5 separate regions of the Mus musculus genome follow, and regions 1, 3, 4 and 5 are each linked to region 2. A link is a contact called in public HiChIP or PLAC-seq, capture Hi-C and promoter capture Hi-C data. All regions are on one chromosome and are shown on one strand. The core of a region is the stretch at or near the end of the contact, and the rest is flanking DNA. Distances in the headings are between cores, read along the strand shown.

What was found. Promoter capture Hi-C pulls out the DNA fragments that hold promoters and counts their contacts. HiChIP or PLAC-seq counts read pairs in DNA pulled down with a chosen protein or histone mark. Capture Hi-C pulls out chosen DNA fragments and counts their contacts.
Region 1: a contact with region 2 is called in an H3K4me3 HiChIP or PLAC-seq map of stem cell-derived neural progenitor cells, with 4 times the contacts expected there. The contact joins the enhancer-like site here to the promoter of Gpr135 in region 2. A contact is called at or near these places in 5 of 39 promoter capture datasets (the 3T3-L1 cell line, the HPC-7 cell line and liver), 1 of 484 Hi-C or Micro-C datasets (embryonic stem cells), 8 of 115 datasets of contacts at active chromatin or transcription factors (astrocytes, embryonic basal ganglia, embryonic limb bud and 4 more) and 1 of 9 other capture datasets (adipose tissue).
Region 3: a contact with region 2 is called in a promoter capture Hi-C map of HPC-7-derived erythroid cells, with 4 times the contacts expected there. The contact joins the enhancer-like site here to the promoter of Gpr135 in region 2. A contact is called at or near these places in 16 of 39 promoter capture datasets (the 3T3-L1 cell line, 3T3-L1-derived adipocytes, HPC-7-derived erythroid cells and 11 more), 2 of 484 Hi-C or Micro-C datasets (CD4 T cells and LSK cells), 4 of 115 datasets of contacts at active chromatin or transcription factors (astrocytes, bone marrow-derived macrophages and differentiating embryonic stem cells) and 1 of 9 other capture datasets (liver).
Region 4: a contact with region 2 is called in a capture Hi-C map of embryonic stem cells, with 2.3 times the contacts expected there. The contact joins the promoter of Six6 here to the promoter of Gpr135 in region 2.
Region 5: an H3K4me3 HiChIP or PLAC-seq map of neural tube shows a contact between it and region 2, with 7 times the contacts expected there. The contact joins the promoter of Tomm20l here to the promoter of Gpr135 in region 2. A contact is called at or near these places in 10 of 39 promoter capture datasets (the 3T3-L1 cell line, 3T3-L1-derived adipocytes, hematopoietic stem and progenitor cells and 5 more) and 1 of 115 datasets of contacts at active chromatin or transcription factors (neural tube).

What each region holds. Positions count from the first base shown.
Region 1 is chr12:71,293,474-71,296,173 of GRCm38.p6, reverse strand. It overlaps a transcript of 2700049A03Rik not described here. Among named protein-coding and RNA genes, the nearest start is that of Dact1, 15 kb to the left of the region's middle. Within about 2 kb of position 1,368, at least 19 of the 459 cell types and tissues checked have an H3K27ac peak or open chromatin away from gene starts, as enhancers often do. A contact at or near this core is called in embryonic stem cells and stem cell-derived neural progenitor cells, where this site is marked.
Region 2 is chr12:72,069,757-72,072,456 of GRCm38.p6, reverse strand. It overlaps Gpr135 (G protein-coupled receptor 135), which reads left to right and starts at 1,356. Exons shown (of 1, transcript NM_181752.2): 1 at 1,356-2,700. The coding sequence starts at 1,466. It overlaps Gm3225 (predicted gene 3225), which reads right to left and starts at 1,283. Exons shown (of 2, transcript NR_168042.1): 1 at 1,037-1,283; 2 at 442-569. It also overlaps a transcript of L3hypdh not described here.
Region 3 is chr12:71,148,952-71,151,651 of GRCm38.p6, reverse strand. It overlaps 2700049A03Rik (RIKEN cDNA 2700049A03 gene), which reads right to left. Exons shown (of 30, transcript NM_001163378.1): 6 at 1,188-1,409. Among named protein-coding and RNA genes, the nearest start is that of 2700049A03Rik, 13 kb to the right of the region's middle. Within about 2 kb of position 1,286, at least 11 of the 459 cell types and tissues checked have an H3K27ac peak or open chromatin away from gene starts, as enhancers often do.
Region 4 is chr12:72,938,498-72,941,197 of GRCm38.p6, reverse strand. It overlaps Six6 (sine oculis-related homeobox 6), which reads right to left and starts at 1,316. Exons shown (of 2, transcript NM_011384.5): 1 at 571-1,316. The coding sequence starts at 1,142.
Region 5 is chr12:71,110,084-71,112,783 of GRCm38.p6, reverse strand. Tomm20l (translocase of outer mitochondrial membrane 20-like) reads right to left here and starts at 1,356. Exons shown (of 5, transcript NM_029227.1): 1 at 1,204-1,356; 2 at 1,035-1,078. The coding sequence starts at 1,339. It overlaps Gm32906 (a long non-coding RNA gene), which reads left to right. Exons shown (of 3, transcript XR_381662.3): 3 at 1,091-2,033.

The DNA of each region.
Region 1 (2,700 bases), core at 119-2,618, 780 kb after region 2:
CAATTAACAACTGCCTAGTGGGTGCCCATTGTATTTCAGGAAGTTTTGGAGATATTGAGGAGACACTAGAAAGCTTTGAGAATCTGGGAAAGCCCTGAAGACTAGTACAAGTTATGTCTAACCTCTGGTCACTTCTCCTAGTCCCACATTATCTCTCAGACTAAAAATATGAATCAATATAATGTCTTTTTAAGTGTATTCTTTGGGACTTTCATACAGATTTCAAACTTTTCATTAATTTTACTTACTCTGTGTGTGTGTGTGTGTGTGTGTGTGTGTGTGTGTGTACATGCGTGCCACAGTGTGCGTGTGCAATAAGTCCGACGCTGACTTTTAATGGTCAGGTCTCTTCTCCCACTTGGTGGGCATAGGGAATCCATCTTGGGCCCAGTGGTAAGTAAGAGCCTCCTCCCACTCACCCAGCTTGCCAACTCCATCTCTAAGCTTTAAAACTAGCTGTTGGCCAGGTCAGTCAGCTCTGCATCAGCTCTCTCAAGTTAGGAAAAATCAAGGAAATGTTTCCTCTAAGCCAGGAATCAAAAAACTCAGTACATGTCTTAGAGAGCAAATATTGTAGCCGCGGATACTCTGCCACTGTCACTACTCTGCCCTTATAGCTCAAAAGCAGCCCGCTGATAAGTGAACAAAGCAAGGCATGTCTGTGTGCCAATAAAACTTTATTTATAAAAGCAGGTAACAACAGACTTGGATGAAAGACTATAATTCACTGACCTTTTCTGTAGCCAATGTTTAGTTTTAATTGGGAGAGATAGTGCCAGAAACTATAAAGAAAATGGAATTCTTCTGTTGTGGAACAGCGCACTCAGGACGAGATCCAGTTTTGGTCTCCACTCCTAAAGCACACCCCCCCCCCAAAAAAAAAGAGAGCGTTCTAACTTTACAACAAGCTGTAGTGCATTAGAAAACTAAGCCAGAGTTCCTTGGTGCCTAAGATGAGAATCAGACCACTGGGCTCAGATTTCAGCTCTGAGGCAGGGGATTTAACTCAGTTGGGAGAACATTTGCCTCCCACCAAGCTGACCAGTCACCTCTTCCTACCTCTGAGAAGTTGGGCAGGATTCTTCTCTCTACGAACTTTTGTCTCTTCAAATATATGTTTTGAGAAGATAAAAATTATCGTCGTTATTGACCCAGTGAGATTCTGCCTACCAAGGATCCAGCACTAAGTAAGCACTCTATAACTCTCAGTGGTCATGGTTGTATTACTATGATGTTTCCCAACACGTGGCTATTCAGACAATTTGTGAGAGCACCCCTTTCCTTATTTCACAGATTGAAAGCGGAAGTGTTGCTCAAGTTAACCCTGTACTGGCTAAACATTTTTTCCATGCCACTGCAGGAAGCCACAGTCACCCCGCAACCGAGCCTCTGTGCTCCCGGATGACTGCTGGTAAGTGGCTTTCTGAAGACTATCATGCATAATGCATTATGCTTATGTCAGGTTGAAATTTTCCCATTGATTGGCCTCGTGCCTCCATCGAGGGCTTTGTCTCTAGAGGAAGTTGCTCTTACTTTCTCAGGATCCTGAACACAAAGCCGCATTCAGGGATGGCCTCTTCAAATCAGCCGCAGTGCTTTTTGTCTCCAATTACAACCAAGTTAAAATTCTGCTATACCCCTTAGACTTCCTGAGGTAGAGCGCGAGAGCGTCCTTATATGTTCAACACCTGCCTGCCGGGGATCTGAGGGCTGGGTCATGAGTAGCTCCTCCCACTTTTGGGGAGTTGGCACAGAGACTGGAGGAAAAGGATACTGGAACATTTGGGGACTTCAGTGACAGGATACTGTGACCAGAGTTAACTCAGTAACCTTTCAAAACGAAATATGTAATTCCATTAATCTCACTGTCTTGCATGTGATAAGAACACTACGGCTGAATCTCCCAACCGGAAGAGCTCCTCCAGACCTATCGTTCTGAATTAAAATGCATGGCAGAAACTTTGACTCTGTCAGGCAATGACCTCCTGAACCAGGGCGGGACTGTGTCTGCAGGTCAAGTCATTCTTAGCCAGCACAGTAGCCTTTCTTGCCAGTTCAAAGAGTGGTGGGTAGCACTTCAGGTCGTCTCCCGTCTATCAGACAATCCAGGCTGCTGTAAGTGTCAAGATCTTTGTTAGAAGTAATCAGCCACGGGGGCAAAGGCGGTAAACAGTAATTAATATGCAAATTTGCAAGGAAGTTGCCTCTAGGTTTGGAGGCTTCTTTGTTTGTTTGCTAGTTGTGGACAAACTGGGGTTTGCCGTAACCATAATTAGCAGGATAAATATAAAATTATGATGTTAATAGTTAGCTGGCATTTTAAAGACAGTAGTGTACCCCTGCTGGGTCTGAGACGCTGCAACTCCATGGGTGGGTGTCTTTAGAAATGATTTTGAAAAGCTGAAATGCCCATTTTAATTAAAAGGCAAACACTGAAATGGGATTTTTCACTTCAAAACTCATACTTATTGGGCAACAGATCATTCGTGCATATATTAAAAATTTTTTTGTTTTTATATCAGTCGGCCTTATTCTAATGGGGAAAAAAGGGGTCTTTTTTTTTTCCAATAGTGATAATGAAAAGTAGTATTTATTAAGCCCTCGGCACCTGTTATCACACTGATAACTGGCTCCTCAGTGCACATCTGAGACAGAGCAGCCCAAGCTGGCCTGCAGTTACTATGTTGTCCAGGCTGGCCT
Region 2 (2,700 bases), core at 107-2,606:
GCCACTAGGATAAAACTAACTTCCAGGCAGCTTAAAGCCAACACCCATAGTGACTCAGTTCCTCCAACAAGGCCACACCTCCAAATAGTGCCATTCCCTGGGCCAAGCATATTCGAACTACCACACCTCCATAACATTCAGTCTCCACAGTACAGCACATAAATGCTGTCCCGTGAAAACCTTACACATCTCCCATTTACCACCTCCCACACCACTTGCATGGAGCCTGGAATTCAGACACTGTCACCTTCAGGGTTAACCTCTTGCCACCACGTTTGCATTCACTGTATCTCTTCTTCCTTCTCCTCCTCTGCTCCCCACCCCCACCCGGACCCCAATAGTCCAATGTGGTTTGGCATAAAAAGTTTTTATCTACTCCTCTAGCAACGATCTCCATTGAATTTCCTATTAAAATAAAACACTCATCTTGTAATGTATTTGTGTTTTCCTAAGACTTAAAGTCTTATGGGGCAGGGTCTTTTATTTGCTGTTTATTTGGGTTGTTGCAGCTGCTGCCATCCAATGGTGGATACAAAAATACTGTCAATCATCCTCGAATGGAACAGCCCCTACCAACAAAGAACACAAACGTGATGATCTAGCCCAGACGCTGTAAGGCTGATTCTGAGAAACCTTTAAATGCACTTAACTAGTTACCATCCAAAGCCCCGGCCCTTGAACAGTAATGACATCTTCCTTCCTAGATCCACATTCCAGTCCTTGAGAACACCTGTTCAGAAACAGGCTTAAGCGGGAAGCCCAACCTCAGGAATGTTCAATGTGAGCAAGGAGTCTACTGAAACAAATTTGTTCCAGCAGTGATTTTCCAAATGTGGCCCTTGGATCATCATCATCCTCACTATCAATATGAATTCTTGGTACTCATCCCAGAGCTACATTGTCTGAAACTGAGATTAGAACCTAGTCGCTTGTAGCATGACTGATTCTGTTGCCCACTCAAAATGCAGAGGTACTAGAATACCCCACCCCTACCATGTTCAAGATCTCCAGGTGTGGACTCTTTTTCCTTTCCTACCTGTGGAGGCCAGAGACGCCCACAGCAGCATCCCCTCCCCACCAGGGCATCTGTGCTGGACAGGAAGGAGCAAGAGCGCCTCAGCTGAATCTGCCATTCGTTTGCGGGGTGGTCTGGCTTTCTCCGGCCTGCCGGGGTGCCAGAGGTGAACCATGCCTTCTCTCAGACTAGCAGACCCGTGGCTTGGTCACCCTCAGGCTGGGAAAGGAGATAAGGTGGGCCGGCTCTCCTGGGGTACACCGCTAGCGTCCCGCCCCGCGTTCCTGCGTAAATAGGCGGTTCCCTCGGCAACGCCTAGAACCCACGTCAAGGTTCCACCAGTCCCGAGTGGTGACCGAGTCCCACCCACTCCCCGCAGCTGCCGTTCTGGTCCGCACAACCTTTCACCCTGCTGCGGGATGAGCAGAGCGGCGGCCTGCGTGGAACCCCATGGAGGAGCAGGCGCGGCCGCCTGGCCGCCCGGCCGCGAGTGCAACCTTGCAGGGTAGCGCGCATCCGGGAGGGGCGGCTTCCACGGCCACTGCAGCCGCGCTGTCGTTCAGCTCCGTAGCCACGGTAACGCTGGGAAACCAAAGCGATGCGGGCAGGCCGGAGGCAGCGGGGTCTCGGGGACCCGCACCGCTGCTATGGCACGGGGCAGCGGTGGCCGCCCAGGCGCTCGTGCTCCTGCTCATCTTCTTGCTGTCTAGCCTGGGCAACTGCGCGGTGATGGGGGTGATCGTGAAGCATCGGCAGCTGCGCACGGTCACAAACGCCTTCATCCTGTCGCTGTCCCTGTCGGACCTGCTCACTGCGCTGCTCTGCCTACCCGCCGCCTTCCTCGATCTATTCGCGCCTCCCGGAGACTCTGGGCCCTGGCGCAGCTTCTGCGCAGCCAGCCGCTTCTTCAGTTCGTGTTTCGGAATCGTATCCACGTTCAGCGTGGCGCTCATCTCGCTGGACCGCTACTGCGCCATCGTGCGGCCGCCGCGGGACAAGCTGGGCCGGCGGCGCGCGCTGCAGCTGCTGGCAGGAGCGTGGTTGGCTGCGCTGGGCTTCTCCCTGCCCTGGGACCTGCTCAGGGCACCCCGGGAGCCCCCCGCTCCGCAGAGCTTCCACCGCTGCCTTTACAGAACCTCCCCAGACCCTGCGCAGCTGGGCGTCGCCTACAGCGTGGGACTGGTGGTGGCTTGCTACTTGCTGCCCTTCCTACTGATGTGTTTCTGCCGCTACCACATCTGCAAGACCGTGCGCCTGTCGGACGTGCGCGTGCGGCCGATGACCACTTACGCGCGCGTGCTGCGCTTCTTCAGCGAGGTGCGCACAGCCACCACCGTGCTCATCATGATTATCTTTGTCATGTGCTGCTGGGGTCCCTACTGCTTCCTGGTGCTGCTGGCCGCGACCCGGCAGGGTCAGGCCACGCAGGCTCCCTCGCTGCTCAATGTGGCGGCTGTTTGGCTGACCTGGGCCAATGGGGCTATCAACCCGGTCATATATGCCATCCGCAACCCCAACATTTCCATGCTCCTAGGACGCAACCGCGAAGAAGGGTACAGGACTAGAAACATGGATGCTTTTTTGCCTAGCCAAGGCCTAGGTTTTCAAGCCAGAAGTCGCAATCGCCTTCGAAATGGCTGTGCCAACAGGCTTGGGGCTTGCAGCAGGATGCCTTCTTCCAACCC
Region 3 (2,700 bases), core at 37-2,536, 920 kb after region 2:
GACACGGTGACCTTTAAGGTGACATGGAAGACTGACTGAGGACGATTCCCTATATCAGCCTCAGCACATGCACACCTACGCATGCAGAACACCCCTCCCCAGCCCCACCCCCACCCCCACCCCCACGTGAACATAGAAAAATAAATGTAACCTGGCAGTGGTGGTGGTGCAAGCTAGGAGGCAGCAGAGGCAGTCAAATCTCTGGGTTCAAGGCCACCCTGGTCTAAAGAGCAAGTTCCAGGACAGCCAGGGAGATACAGAGAAACTCTGTCTCAAAAGACAAAAAGAAGAAACTGTCAATGGTTATATATTCCTATTTCTAAAATGTTTTGGAGCTGGGTCGTGTTCCAGAACTAGGAAATTCCAAAATAAAAACTCAGCCATTTGTAAAGCTAGTTCTTCATCTTTTAATATCTCAACATATCATACTCAAAAGGCATTACGGTACTGATACTTTGAATAAACTAAATGCAGGAACATTTGTAGGTACTGTGTACCAACTACACATTGTAGGGAGTTCTGTCCATGGGAGCATCAGCATCTTGAGGAAGCTTTCAATGACACCCAAGCACCTTCATAGATCTGCTCCCTCAGCCTCCAAGACATCAAAGTATATGCATTTTTATAAAGCTTTCCCAATGATTCCAATTCATATAAACAGACTTGGAACTGCTGACATAAACAAATCACTGCTTTAAAAATAATGTAACCGGGCTGGGGAGAGAGCTCAGCAAGCAGTGTTTGCCTTGCGAGCGAGCGAGCGAGCGAGCGAGCGAGCGTGAGGACCCAAGCTTAGGTCAAGTGTGCAGACTCATTACTGGGAGGAAAGGGAGCAAACAGGCACACCCCTGGAGCTTGCTGGACGACCAAATTGGTGCGCTCAGGAGTCAGGGAGACTTTGTCTCAAATAATAAGGCAGAGGGTGACTGAGGAAGATATTGAAATTAACTTCTGGCTTCCACATGAACACACCTACAATACTGCAAAAGGAAGAAAAGCCAACTATAAGGAGAGGTCTCACAGCACCAACACTATAACCTAGAACATACCAAGTATCTACACAGCATAAAGAATAATGAGCAAGACAATCATGATTTAGGAAATCAAACTGTCACAACCTAGAGTGCTATGACAGCTACTAGTTAACAATAGTTAGAGCTGGGAGCTCGCACAGCTTTATCACATACCTGAATGTCTATCTGCTGTTGCTGTAGTTTTTCAAGGTGCCTGATATGCTGCTCCATGAACGCGTTCATCTGCTTGTCGTGGTCATGACAGTGCACTTTCTCTTGCTTACTCTGAACGCTGGCTTGGTGCTCTGTCACGCGCTGTAACTGTTTATCAGTCTCCTGTAACTTAGTAAGTAACTCTCCAACACAATTAACCTTTGCCTCCAAATCACTCTGTACCTAAAACAAAACATCAAAATAGAATTTCACATCGTAGAAAGACATTAAAGGTGTGCTCAGGTCCTAGGAAGGTTATTTACAGCAACTGGTACTGAGACGGTAGTAAACTTGAGCCTTTGCTCACGAAATTTCTCATGACTCCATGCCTTTGATTTTAGAGTCACAAAATTAAGAAACAAAATCAAGTAATCCTTAGGTATGTTTTGTTTCTTGAACTATACATACATATTCTGGCCTCCATGTGAACACACATACAATACTACAAAAGGAAGAAAGGTCAACTATAAGGAGAGGTCTCACAGCAACAACAACACTATAACCGACAACACACCAAGTATCTACACAGCATAAAGAATGATGTGCAAGCCAATCATGATTTATACACATCAAATCTGACACAAAAGATTCTATAATGCCGGGGGGGGGGAGATTCTTAAAACTAAAGAGAAGGAAACAGCAAAACCAAGTCAATTTTGATGCCACCCATGACGGCATGTGTGGAGGGGACAAAACTGAGAATAAACGTGTATTGCTGCCATGAGCACAGAACCAAGCTCGCCTGGACAGGAACCAAGGCCTTGGACTCATATGGATCAGACTCAGAACTGGCAAAGCCTTCTTCCTCTGACCCAAATGTGTTTACAGACGATTAATCAGTGTGCTAGAAGAAAAAACAGTCATGGTGGCACACGCCTTTAAGCCTAGACAGGCTCTCTGTATAGAGAGCCAAGGCTGTGGAGAGAACCCTGTCATGAAAAACAAAAACACAGAAAGACTACCAACTGTGGCGGCTTCTTCCTGGCTGTTCACAGTCTGAAACTGCTGCCCTACAGAGACTTCACACTGAGAGGAGCTAACCCTGCCTCCCATGCTGTGTACAATAGCTGAGGTTCCAGGTTATGGGGTAGGCAATGAGGCTCCACCAGAGTGCATACAGCCCACCTGACCCTCAGCTTTTCTCTATGTGTGTGTATATGTACACCTGTCCTTTCTCTACTCTTTTGCCATCCCTCCTCAAGGTTCCAGACCCGAGCTGTGAAATGGCACATTCCTATAATCACAGAAGGAACGCAAGTCCAGACAGACAGACAGATCCTGCCTGGAAAGAGTACACGGTAGGGATGGAGCTCAGTAGAGTGCTCAACACGCTTGACTCCGAGGCTTTGATCCCTCGCACCGCATAGCAGGCTGACGGCGTTTATCTGTAAGGCCAGAACTTGGGTACAGGAGGATCAGCAGCTAAAGCTCATCCTTGGCTACAGAGCAAAGTCAAGGTCAGCCTGGGATACAA
Region 4 (2,700 bases), core at 67-2,566, 870 kb before region 2:
GGCCTGAGTTGCAAGCTCCAAAAGCTGGCGAATGAAAAGCATAGGCCGACTAGCTTGCTGGGTGGAGACAGGATAGTTGTCATGAGGAAACACGTCTTTCTGCCTCTTAGAATCTGAGACTCTCTGAAAACTGAAACCTTTTTCAGAGCATCAGGGAAGGATGCAGCCGGGATTTAAAAATAGAGCTAACTAAATAGGCTTCACTTGATGAGAGCCTGGGTCCATGCTAGTAAAAATTAGCTTTGGGCCTCTGGATTTCTGATTGATCCTGGGCTTTTAATCTTTCTCCCTCCCTCCGCCCCCGTTTCCCTAACTACAGCGACATTTTAGTTTGGTGACCCACATCAGCTGCTGCAGTGACCCCCAAAACCCCAAGAACCAGGGGGGGGGGACGGTGGGGAACCAGGAGCCTGCATAGGAATCTAGAACACAGTGGGCTCATAAACCCAAGACAGACTGCATTCCCAGCTCCCTTTGAATTTGGGTCCCTGGACACCAGGTAAGGGCCAAGAATGCCTCCTCCCGCCCCATCCCGGTGTGCACCAAGCCTAGAGGCCTGCTGGTACTGACCTGTTTTTGGCTGCAGCTGCCCGGTCTCTTTGTCTGCGGTTTTTGAACCAGTTGCCCACCTGTGTGGGGGTCAGTCCGGTTGCCTGGGCGAGCTCTCGCTTTTTGCTGGGGTTGGGATATGGGTCCTGAAGGTACCACTCTCGAAGCAGGTGCCGCGTGCGCTCCTTGAAGCAGTGAGTCTTCTGTTCGCCATCCCAAATGGTCCGCGGCAGCGGGAACTTCTTCCTTACTCGGTACTTGTCTACTGGCCCTAGGGGCCGTCCACGCAGCTTCTCTGCCTCCTGGTAATGCGCTTCGAGCCACAGCGCCTGCAGCTTGGCGTGCGATTCCTTAGTAAACTTATGATTTTCCAGGATATGATAAAGCTCGCGGTAGTTGCCACCGTGGAAAGCCACGATGGCTCTCGCTCGCAGCACCGACTCATTCTTGTTAAGGGCTTCACAAGCTGCTGGGGCCACGGGCAGCGACCATAGGAAGCGACCTAGGCGCTCCACGTCGCCGCTTTCCTCCAGGGTCTCACATACCCCGGCTACTTGCTGGGGGCTGAAATTCAAAATGGGCAGCTGGAACATCGAGGCTGCGCGGGCGCCCCGGGTGGGACACGCAGCAGATGCCCGCGGGCCGAGCGGGGTGCGGCTGGGGGTTACAGAGTCGGGGGGAGCCTTCCCGCCTGGAAGAGCTGTGGGTTGGGTTCGGCTGCGCTTGCTCAGCTAGGAAAAGCCAGCCAGCTAGACCGTGCCGCTACTGGGGTGGGCGGATTGGAGACGCGGGCGCCATGGAGACCCCCTGTCAGTCACTAGGCTGCTCTGCCAATCAAGGCTGCGACTAGAGCGCCCCGGTCGTTTCAGCACCTCCCCAGAATCGACAGCGCCCACGGTTTGCCGGGGAGACTGCTGAACCTGAAGAATGAAAAAAGAGGTAGGAGTGGCTGGAACGCACACGAAATCCGCAGCGTCTCACCCTCCGGGCTCCCCCTGTCCAGCCCCTCCCTCTTGTTTTCCCACCAGAGAGGTAGGATGCTGCAGGAATTCACTTTGGGAGCGATGCTATGCCGGGGTCGAAAGGACTCCAGAGGACAAAAGAGGACTGGGAGAAACAAACCCTTTGAGAAAGTTTAAACATAGGGAAGCGACAACCCCCCACCCCCGGGAAGAGCATGCACCAAAGGGACAGGGAGGGGAAGTGGATCCTCTCATTTTTTTTTTCCCCAGGCACCCATTCCTGCCTGTCTGCCGCTTACCATTTCCAGCTGCATAGGAAGCAAGCCGGGAACAGAAGGAACAGAACCACAGATCTGTAGTAGAGGTCAGTTTGGACTCTAACTTTGCTCCCTTCAAAGGTCCCTGGAACTGTTTTATATGGCGGCAAGGACACACAGACACACACAGACACACACAGACACACACACACACACACACACCATTTGACAACTAGGTGCTAATCACGGAGTCTAACTCCAAGAAATGCAAGCTGTAGGGGCTTCTGACTAAATAAAGTTATCCTTCATAGACCCCCTCTCTCCAGTTCAGTGGACTTGAACAAATGGGCAGCAGCCACATCTAGAGTGAGAAGCCATTCTTAGGTCAAGACAGCAACTTAAAAGCCTACTTCAAAGATCCTTTAAAAACAGATTTGATTCTCTCATGGCAGGCTGATTTTGCCTCTGTCTAGAACTTACAACTCCTGGGGCGGACATAGAAACCGTGTGGTTTTTTTTTTTTTTTTTTTTTTTTTTTTTTTTTTTTTTTTTTTTTTTTTAGATCAGAAGTGCCAGCAAGATAAAGTGCAGGCTGCATCCCACAATGCCGTGCAGTTAAGGTGGCAAGGTAGATTGGTCAGAGCCACGGGTCACTGACCCCTCCTGCAGAGAGCATGGGCCTTTTTTGGCACTCTGCCTTCTGGCCAATAGATTGAATTGGCAACATTTATTGATTCCCAATTGACATCCACATCATACCGCTTTCTGGGGCTTCCGTCGAGGAAACCACGATCTCATGTAGCCATGGACGGGGCTTATTAGTTGGTAGAAAGGAAACACTGGGTATAGGTGCCCCCCCCCGCCCCCCCCCCAAAAAAAATCAGACGACAAGGTTCATCCCTGAATTGGACTGGGGCTAGCTGTCTTTTCTT
Region 5 (2,700 bases), core at 107-2,606, 960 kb after region 2:
GGTGGCTTGGTAGTCAGGAACACTGGTTGCTCTTCCTGAGGACCAAGGTTCAATTCCCGGCATCTGTACCGCAGCTCACAACTTTCTTAGCTCCAGTCCCAGGCGATCAGATGCTCTCTTCTGACCCCTAAATGCTACCATTGATAGCCACATATGGCTGGGAAAACATCCATACACACTAGAATAAGAGGCAGTTTTTAAAAGTGACTAATACAGACAGTATTAATTCATCAGGTTAAAAAGCACTTTCCAGCAAACCTGACCCCCTGAGTTAGACACATGGGACCAGCGACAGAAGTGACTGGACCTCACAAGTTGTCCTCTGACCATCACATATGGGCCATCTTCCTCCTCTGTCTAAAAAATAATAATCACCATCAAAACCCAACTAGTCAATCATAATCTATGTTGGCCTGGGGGGCCTAGGCATCCTGTGAGGATATGAGAAGGACCAAGTTTCTCTTCTTTCTTCTAAGTTAAAAAAAAAAAAAAGAGTGCCCGTCCCTACCACATGTAATTTACAGATGCCTTTCTCTCTCTAACAGTGTTCTCTTTGGCCCAGGCTAACCTTGAACTCCCTCCTGTCTCAGCCTCCCAAGCGATGATTCTGCACACTGAGTATCAAGCCCTGTTTATACTTAAAAACAAAACATAAACAATAAGAAAAACTTTTTTTTTAAATGTGTATGGGTGTTTTGCCAGCATGTATGTCTGCAACCATGTGCATCTCTGTCGCTTCCTGGAGGACAGAAGAGGGTGACAGATCCCTTGGGATTGGAGTTACAGATGGTTGTGAGCTACCCTGTGGGTGCTGGCAATCAAACCTGAGTCCTCTGAAAGAGCAGCCAACCCTCTTGGCCGCTGAGCCATCCCACCAGATCTTCATAATGTGTCCTTACCAGACCCACTTTTCCTTTCTTTCCTTCCCCTTTATAATTAGAAGGTTAAAACTTTATAAAGCAGGTGTGCCACACTGGCAGGCCTCTTCTCCCTGGGCTTCTAGAAGGTTCCTTGGCGGGTCTGCTGCACCTCACCTGCCTGGCGGGCGCCTGGGCCTTGGGCTGTCCAGCTCTTCTCTCTGCAAACACAGGCACGAGCTGGCTGGGAAAGCCAGGTAGCATGGACACGGGTGACCGGGGCACCGGTTTGGGAACCAGCCCGGGCTTGGCCGCCCTCCCTCCCGCCGACCGCACTGGCACTCACTGTCCTGCAGGCGGCGGCGGAATGCGGGGTCTCGGTGCCGCCTCCAGTCCAGGTAGACGCAGTAGCTGAGTAGGACGACCGCGCCGCCCGCTGCCAAGCCCGCCAGGAGACCGACGCCAAGACGGACGCTGGGCATTGGGTTGCCCTGCGAGCGTTGGGCACGGGCCAGCCACACGTGAGCAAACCCCGGGTCCCGAACCCAGGACTCGGGAATTCTGAGCCTTCTCCAGCCTGACAAGACCATTTCCTGTGGCCAGGGCATGCAGTGTCCTTGGGTCGCCTGGATTTCCCTTGCACTTCAATTGGCCCCACGTTATCTCAACTTAGCCCTGGTCAGGCTGGCCAGCCTCCTCCTGTAGGTCCCCAGAACACTCACAATCCAAGTTCTCCACCCACCATAACTCAGGAGAGGGAAAGGAATCGGAAGTAATAATATAGAAGAAAAGCAAACAAAATCATTTTGCCGGTGCTTTTCCCTTTATGTTTGTTTTATTCAGCAAACACAACAAAAGAATACACAGATTTTGTCTCAAAGATCATAAAGGCATTACAAAGCTAAACCTTGTTGTTTTCGTCGTTGTTTTTCAGAGACAGGTTTTCTCTGTAGCAGTGGCTGTCCTGGAACTCACTCTGTAAACCAGGCTGGCCTAGCCTCTGCCTCCCTGAGCACTGATGCTGGGATTAAATTCGTTTGTAATTTACATGTATGGCTGTTTGCCTGTAGGTGTATATCCATGTGTGATGGGCATGCTCAATGCCTACAAAAGAAGGTGTCTGGTCCCTGGAACTGGAGTTACTGACAGTTGTGAACAACCATGTGTACACTGGTAAACCCTTGCCCTCTACAAGAGCAACAAATGCTCTAAACCACCAAGCCATCTCTCCTAGGCCTGTTTTAATTCTTTACTTTGTTTGTTTGCTTGCTTGCTTGTTTTTGTTGAGACAGGGTTTCTCTGTGTAGCCCTGGCTGTCCTGGAGCTCACTCTGTAGACCAGGCTGGCCTGGAACTCAGAAATCCACCTGCCTCTGCCTCCCCAAGTGCTGGGATTCAAGGCGTGCGCCACCACCACCCAGTCTGCTTTAATTTTCAACCGTCCATGTAGCTCATGGTGGCCTGAAACTCTCCATCCTCCTGCCTCAGTTCCAAAGTCCTTAAATAGTTTTTGTTGTGCATTATTCAACTGTACTTACTAATTCACTGTTAACTACCATTATTGTCATAGCAAGGCACCCTATCTGCCCTGAATACCAGTGAGATTAAGAAGTCCCTGTCCTTGGTCTTAGACGTAGTGAAAGTTACACACTGCTTTCCTGAATAGTGCATGTTCTTCCTATGATAACTAAAGTCTTCTATTTGCAAAAGTTTATTATAAAAACAAAAACTGGCTGTCATTACAGGACAACGTCATGGTCTGTTGTAGCTGGGACTGTTGTGTGACAACATTTTCCCTGGGGAGACAACACACACATTTCCTCACCTCAGGTAGAAGTCCTACA